2 separate regions of the Capra hircus genome follow, and region 1 is linked to region 2. The links are chromatin contacts, called in public Hi-C maps. All regions are on one chromosome and are shown on one strand. The core of a region is the stretch at or near the end of the contact, and the rest is flanking DNA. Distances in the headings are between cores, read along the strand shown. Region 1 holds the start of ISLR2 (immunoglobulin superfamily containing leucine-rich repeat protein 2). Region 2 holds the start of CCDC33 (coiled-coil domain-containing protein 33).

Region 1 (3,715 bases), core at 86-2,585, 200 kb after region 2:
GCCGGAGACCGGGGTTCAGTCCCTGGGTTGGGAGGATCCCCTGGAGAAGGGCATGGCAACCCACTCCAGTATTCTTCAACCCACTTCAGTATTCTTGTCTGGAGAATCCCTTTGGACAGAGATGCTTGGTGAGCTACAGTTCATGGGGTGGGGTGGGGTGGGGGGTGTCACAAAGAGCCAGACACAACTGAGCAACTATGCAGAGGCCCCCACCCTGCCACCAGGTGACTTGCTTGGCCTGGGCGAGCTGTGAACCAGGCAGACGCTGTCTCTGCCCTAAGAGAGCTTATGGGCAGGTACCTCCCAGCATGATCAGATCTCCTGTGTGTATGAGCCAGCTTCCGGAAGGCAAGCATCCCTTGGACAGGCTCCAACAGGTCACCTGGGCCAAAGTCAGAAGGACTCTCTGAAGCCTGCACCTGCCTGAGATGAAGGAGAGATAGGGAGCTGTCTGGATTTGCAGAGCATCAGAGCTCAGGCCCTGGAGGTCCTCTCTCCCTACCTCTCCACTTTACAGAAGAGAAGACAGGCCCAGATGGAGGTCACAGAGCAGGCAGGGCTGGGAGATGCCCCCGGCAGGCAGCTTCTCTGAGATGCCCTCCCAGGGCAGTCTGGTCAAGGGCAGGCTGAGCTCAGTGGCCATCACTGACCTTGCTGGTTAGGAAGTCCTCGAGACTCTCAGTAGGTGTGGCCTCTCCAACGGCAGAGGGCAGGTGTTTCTGGAGCGGGACAGGTGCTCCAACTTCTTTCTTATATTAGTCCCTTGTCGTTCTCCTCTGGGCCCCGTGGTCATCAGCAGCAGAGCCATGCCCATGTCTGAGCCAGACTGAGGTTGTGCTCTGGATTGGAATAGCCCTGATTACAGCCCTCATCCCGGCAGCGGGCTGGGCCAGAGGTTTGGAGAAAGGAGAGCTCTCCTCAGTGGGTCTTGGCCTGATGCAGAGGGGCCTCCAATCTGTAGCCAGGCAAGTCCAGTTCTAATGGCCACCCCTTGGTGACCACCAGGTAGAGCTCAGCATAAGGGGATCCAGAACAGGAGATCGGGGGTGGGGGGCTGTACCTGCTTTTCCACCGACTTCCTCTGAGCCTTTTGGAAAAGCTTCTCTCTGTTCTTGGATTCAGTTTCCCCTCCTGAGCCTTGGGGCTAACCATCCCTCCCCACCCACCGGCCCCAGCTGGAACAGTGGCTAGGATCCATCACATTCTTTTTTGTCAGGCCTGTCCCTACCAAATTCATCCCCAGAAGGGACAGCCCCTTCCCTGCCCTCCAGCCCCTACCCCACAGTTCTCTGCGATGCCTTCTCTGAAGTTCCCCAAATAGGGTTTCCTGCTGCCAGCAAAACCAGGGTGGACAGGCTGGGAAGCGTGAACCGATACAGCGATGCCTCAGCCTGTCTCCGGAGCCCTTATCTCCAGACCCAGCTGGGAACTTGATGTATTTATTAGCTTCTCCCAGGACCTCCTCTGTCCAACCCACATTTTTGTTGGTACTACGTGAAAGTGACCTTCCTGCAGAGGGCTGTGTCTGGTAGCCAGGTAGGGGCCGGGGTCAGGGGGAAGCTGTAGTAAATCCATCCAGCCTGCAGCCTGCAGGGTGACCCCATCGGGGTAGAGGAGAAGGTGGAGGAGGCTTGAAGAGATTCGGACAGAGGTACTAGTCAAAGGAGCTGGGGACAGAGTTGCCCAAATCCTAATGAACTGGAACCAGAAGAGAGAGGAGGGGGAGAGAGGGAGGTTAAGGGGAGGGGGAGGGGAGGGCAAGAGAGAGGAGTATTATAGACCAGTCGCTTTCTGGGAGTCAACCCAGTGCCTTATCCTCTGTGGCACTGGATGTATAGTTATTTTTTACTGAGTATTGCTGCGTCTGACAGAGAAGGCAATGGCACCCCACTCCAGTACTCTTGCTTGGAAAATCCCGTGGACGGAGGAGCCTGGTGGGCTGCAGTCCATGGGGTCACTAAGAGTCGGACACGACTGAGCGACTTCACTTTCACTTTCATGCATTAGAGAAGGAAATGGCAACCCACTCCAGTGTTCTTGCCTGGAGAATCCCAAGGACGGGGGAGCCGGGTGGGCTATAGTCCATGGGATTACAAGAGTCGGACATGACTGAGTGACTAACACTTTCACTTTTCAATTCACAAAGTTAATGCTCTATGTATTTCATCTGATCCCCACAATTTTCTAAGTATGTATTATCACCTCCAATTTGCATCTGAGACCTCAGAGGCTAAGTTGTTTGTTCAAGGTCACTCAGCAGAGCTGGTGTTTGAACCAGGTCTCTCCAAAGCCCACATCCTAACTACTACTCATCATCTCCCGCACAACCCCCTCAAGCAGACTTGACCAGGGCACCACCACCGTGGGCCCAGGGCCACCCACCCCCTGCCTTCTCCTTGGTTGGTCTGCTTTACCCTACAATCAGTCCACTGTGGTGTCGGCCAGGCCTGCATGGCTGGAGAACTCCAGGAGAAAGTCAGCCCTCAGATAAACCCTACCCCCAGGCCCTCTACATTTTGTCTGCACAAAGAATGCAATTTTAGACAATCAGACACGAGACACTGGATTTTGCAATATTTCCGGTCACGATTGTTTGGCTGGATAGCTTCGTGGAAATTTTCTGTGGTTTGCTAGCTAGCTTTTGTAATCTGCTTAGCTATCAACTTTGGGATATTTATAATATTTATCAATTGACTTCAGCATAGTCCAGGCAGCTGGTCTTGAAAGAATTCTTCGGGGCTGAGTATAAGGAAGTTCCTTGAGCCAAGAATGAAGGAATTTTTTCCCTCTGTTGGCAGCAAATGCATTCTGTAGGAGTGGGTAGAGATTTTCAAACTTTGGGTTTTGTTTTTTGAGAGGGGGAGTCAGTTGAAATTCTAGATCTATTTCTGCTTTATTCAGGTCCAAAAGCTTTGGAGCTGACACCTGGATTCCAAGACGAAATAAATAATGTTGCGGCCCCATCCCTCCTAGCCCCAGGCTCAGCCTGGATCTGGGCCTGAGTCCAGGACTAAGGCCACCCCAGGGAAACGTATCCTCAGAGACCTCTGCCCGCATTCCCTCCCATCTCCCTGCAGCCTAGACTCACCTCATCCCCACTGTGAACCAAGCCACGTGGAGGGGCTGACACCAATCATGACTTCTTGACTTGCATTATAACTAGAGATAGGGCCTTACCCTAAATCATGCGTTCTCAACAGGGGCCATATGGCCCCAGAGAGGATGAAAATTGGTTCAAGGTAGAGCGGGCACTAACACTTTAGATATTCCAATGGTTTCTGACCTTCCAAAGGACCACAGAACATACACAGATATATAGGACATCTGTGTAAGGAAGAAGTAAAATGATCTCTATTTGCAGATGACATAATATTGTATATAGAAAATCCTAAGGAAGCAAGTATTAAAATTTCATGGGAGAGAGTCTCAACTAGGAAAAAACACTGTCTAAGAAGGCTCCTTGGGGGTGGGGGGTGTCAGGCAATAATGGGGAAAGAAATTGGAGAAGCAGGGTCCTTAAAGACAAAAATAGAATTAGGATAAGTTCAAATTCTGGGACCCTGGGACCAGAAGGTTTTGGTGTGAGTTTTCTGGGCCTTTTGCATCATGTGAGATCAAACAGCCCAGGAGGGCACCGGAAGGAGAGGGTGGAAACCCCCACAAATGCCTGGCAAGGCACCTGGCAGTGTGGGCTACAGAAGGCGCCAGTGTAGAC
Region 2 (3,571 bases), core at 98-2,597:
CCACCTGCCTCTGATGCTGGGTAAGATGGAAGGCAAAAGGAGAAGGGGACAGCAGAGGACGAGAAGGTTGGATGGCATCACTGACTCAATGGGCATGAATTTGAGCAAATTCCAGGAGATAGTGAAGGACAGGGGAGCCTGGTGTGCTGCAGTCCATAGGGTTGCAAAGAGTCTGACATGACTTAATGACTGAATAATCTGCTTTGTTCTTCACCCTCACTGGCCCTTATGAGCTCTGGCCCTATCAACAAGACCTCCTGGCCTGACTGCCCCAGGCTAGCCCAGCCCCAGCCACTTTCTAGGATATAGGGCTGGACCTCCAAGAGACCAGAGACATGCCCTGAGTTAGCAGGATGCAGTGGTCACTTTAAGGGGTGTTTCCAGAAGTCCTTCTCTCTTCCCTTTCTGGGTTCCCAGGTGTGGGCTCAGGTAGCCTGGGCTGGGCCTGGGAGCCCCACAGAGGTTCCAGTGACCACAGGCATCCAGTGGCCAGTGGCTGTGGGGGCCTGATCTTCTAGTCCTCTCTCTACCTTGCTCTGGGAATACCTTTATTGGTTGCTAGGCAACACACCCCAACACACCTGGCTGCTAGGTAAGCCAACCCATCCTCCCAGAACCAGCGGTATGGGGGCAGACTTACAGAGTGGCTGTCCAGGAGGCCTGGGGCAGCCTGGGGGGCTGGAGGGGATGGAGACTCTGGTTCCCCCATCTTTCCTGCTCGCAGTTCCGTTCCCCAGGATGGGCCCCCAGGGACCGTTGCTACAACAAGTGCCTGCCTGGTGACTAAGCCCTGCCCTGCGCTGGAAGCAGGCAGGCCCAGGGGACCACTCCCGCTTTGTTCCAGGGTAAGGGCATCTGGGTGGGGTGGCTGGAATCAGGCTAGGCTTATTCCTTAGCCAGGGAACTGCAAGGAGATGGCAGGACCTGGAAGGGCTGTGGGGCCAGGAGACCAGGAAACGGGCAAGACCCTGAAGGGCTCCAACCTTCTGTCTCCCCAACCCCAGTCTCAGCATCCCCCCGCGACCTGCCCTCTATGTAGGCCTCAGTCTCCTGTTAGTCTCGCCATCCATTCCCACTGTCTCTGCCTTTTGGTTACCCCGTAGCCTAGTCTCCCCTGTCCTCTTCCCTTTAGCCTCCTCCTATTTCTAGCCCTCAGTCTCCCTTCTCTCTGGCCCTTGAACCCTCAGCAGTCCTCCTGCAGTGGTCCAGGCCGGGCTTACTTTTCTCCTGCAGCTGCATAGTGAGGCCTAGCGCCCCAAGCCTGCCCCCCGGGCCTTCCCATCTCCGCTGTCCTGATAGTCTGGACAAATTCCTTTCCTGTTAGTTCAGTGGAGACAGCATGGGTGGATGTCTTTAAAAGGAACTCCCTGGGAAGCAAATGGAAAACAAACCCAAACAAGGCAGCCCACCACCTAGAAACGGCCTTGGTCTCTAAGGCAAAGCCATCTGCTACAACTGCCCTTGGCCTGGGACTGCCGAGACACCCTCCTAGGGCTTGGCGTTTTCTGTCTGGCTTTGCCCCAACTGAGCTGGGTCCAGCCTGTCTATCTCAGGCAAGCTTGGTCCCAAAGCCTCCTCTGATGGCCCCACCCCTCCATCTGCCCCTAGCAAGATGTCTACATGAAGCTGGGACTCCATATATATTTGCTCATCTATTTAATAAATGCATGGAGGAACGATGGGGGTTTCTGGGGTTTCAGTGGTGGTTCAAGAAGACAGTCCAAGACAGACAGCTTGACCTGTTTCCAAAGCTCCAGCCTGTCTAAGGCACCCCCACCCCCGACTGCTGGGTGCTAGCCCAGGGTTCTGTGTGGGTGGGGGCCCCTGTCAGTATTGTAGGTGGGCTCTTACTCCTTTCCTTGGCAGGCCTCATTTCTCATTGAATTTACTCTGAGACCCTGTAGAATTCACTCATTCCTCATGGGGTTTCTTCCTCTCTATCATATGAATATGATATCATAAAGGCAGGAGTATGGAGCAGAATAAGCCCCACACAGCTCTGGGGCTCATACCTGAGCTGGCTGGAAGCTGTGGGAAGGCAGTGGGCTTTGTGTTTGCTCAGCACTGTGTTCGAGTCCCACCCTGGGCCTCAGTTTCCTCCTCTGTGAGGTGGAGAGTGTGATCACACCCACCTCCCAGAGCTGCTGGGAGGCAGGGATACTGAGGCTGGGGCAAGGGGGTGGGTAGAGCTCTAATCAGAGTGCCTGGCACGTGAGCAGCTCTGGAAATGTTATCATCTCCTCTGTGGGACCCCTGGGGGTTCTAACCCTTCTCTAAGGAAATGAGGCTTGTGAAGGATTTGGCCACCCTTTCTGGGCAGCGCCAGCCTCTCAGATGGCATCCCAGATATGGGCCTAGACCTTCCTGGTCCTGCCCCTCAGCCTCCCCACAGGGGAAACAGGCTGCTGCCTTCTGGTGTATCTCCCATCTCCACCCACCTCCATCCCAAGATCCCGGGGAAGAAGCCTGGGATATAGGCAAAGCCAGAGTAACATCCTCTCCCAGCCCGGCCTTCAGCCGCCCGCCCCCTCAATGAGAGGGGCCCTGGGCTCGCACGCCTGCCGCGCTGCCTATCGATTGAATCTGCTCCCATCCTCGGGCGTGCCATGAATTTTTCATCAAAGGCCTGTAGACTTTGGGAAACGCACAATTAGAAGCCCCATCAATAATGCACCGTGCAGAGGCATTGCTGAGCTCAGCCAGGCCCCAGACACGGCTGTCTTCCAGTCTGCTCTGGTGGGAGGCGGGAGTGGAGCCCTCGGGGGTCGGTCACTGGACCCCATAAATGTGGGATGCTGGGAGGTGGGAAGAAGCTGGACTCAAAGACTTGAGCCTGCCCCCGTGAAGCCTTGTCTCAGTCACTTCATCCGTAGAATGGGTGCTGAGGAGTCCTACTCCTTAAAGCATGGTGAGGCATAGCAGAGTTGCTAGGGGAGTTCTAGGGTTCTTTGTGGGGCTGGGGGATATCCTTCCTCTGTGGATTCCAGGAAAGCAGGGTAGGCACCAGGCTGGGGTGGGGAGGCAGTTGAGGGAAGAAGAAAGAAGCCTGGTGGCAGTGAGGCAGAGGTTATTCACCCAACTCCGTGGTCCAGGTCCAATGTGGCCCCGGCCCTGCCCCCTCCAGCCTCAAAGCCCAGCTCCCCTTCCACGAGCGCTTCTGTCGTCTCAGAACCAAGGCTGGGGGAAGAACAGAGGCTCTGTCCTGTTCTCCTCTGAGCCGTTACAGTTCTTCCACAGGCAAGATGGAGGCGCCTTCACCCTATCTCTGCAGATCCCTTCTTAAACAGTCTCCCTCCTGACAAAGCCTTTCCACTCTCCTTGGCGAGAAGCGATGGCAGCTTCCTTTGCTGGGTTTCCAGAGCTTGAACCAGACCCGAAGCGCTCATCATGGGCAGGCTCTGTTCTAAGTACTTTGTAGAGATGAATTTGATTTCATCCCTCTAGGAACCCAGTGAGGCAGCTGCCACTACATCTGTTCTACAGAGGTGGGCAGTGCAGCAGGAACCTGTCCCAGTGGAGGTACAGCAGGAACCTGTCCCAGTGGAGGTGCAGCAGGAACCTGTCCCAGTGG

Evidence for each region. A called contact is a pair of places that touch in the nucleus more often than the background predicts.
Region 1: a contact with region 2 is called in a Hi-C map of liver, with 2.2 times the contacts expected there. The contact joins the promoter of ISLR2 here to the promoter of CCDC33 in region 2. A contact is called at or near these places in 2 of 5 Hi-C or Micro-C datasets (blood and liver).

The regions. Positions count from the first base shown.
Region 1 is chr21:34,009,739-34,013,453 of ARS1.2, forward strand. ISLR2 (immunoglobulin superfamily containing leucine-rich repeat protein 2) reads right to left here and starts at 1,336. Exons shown (of 4, transcript XM_018066168.1): 1 at 1,279-1,336; 2 at 651-839.
Region 2 is chr21:33,812,268-33,815,838 of ARS1.2, forward strand. CCDC33 (coiled-coil domain-containing protein 33) reads right to left here and starts at 1,348. Exons shown (of 9, transcript XM_018066619.1): 1 at 641-1,348. The coding sequence starts at 709.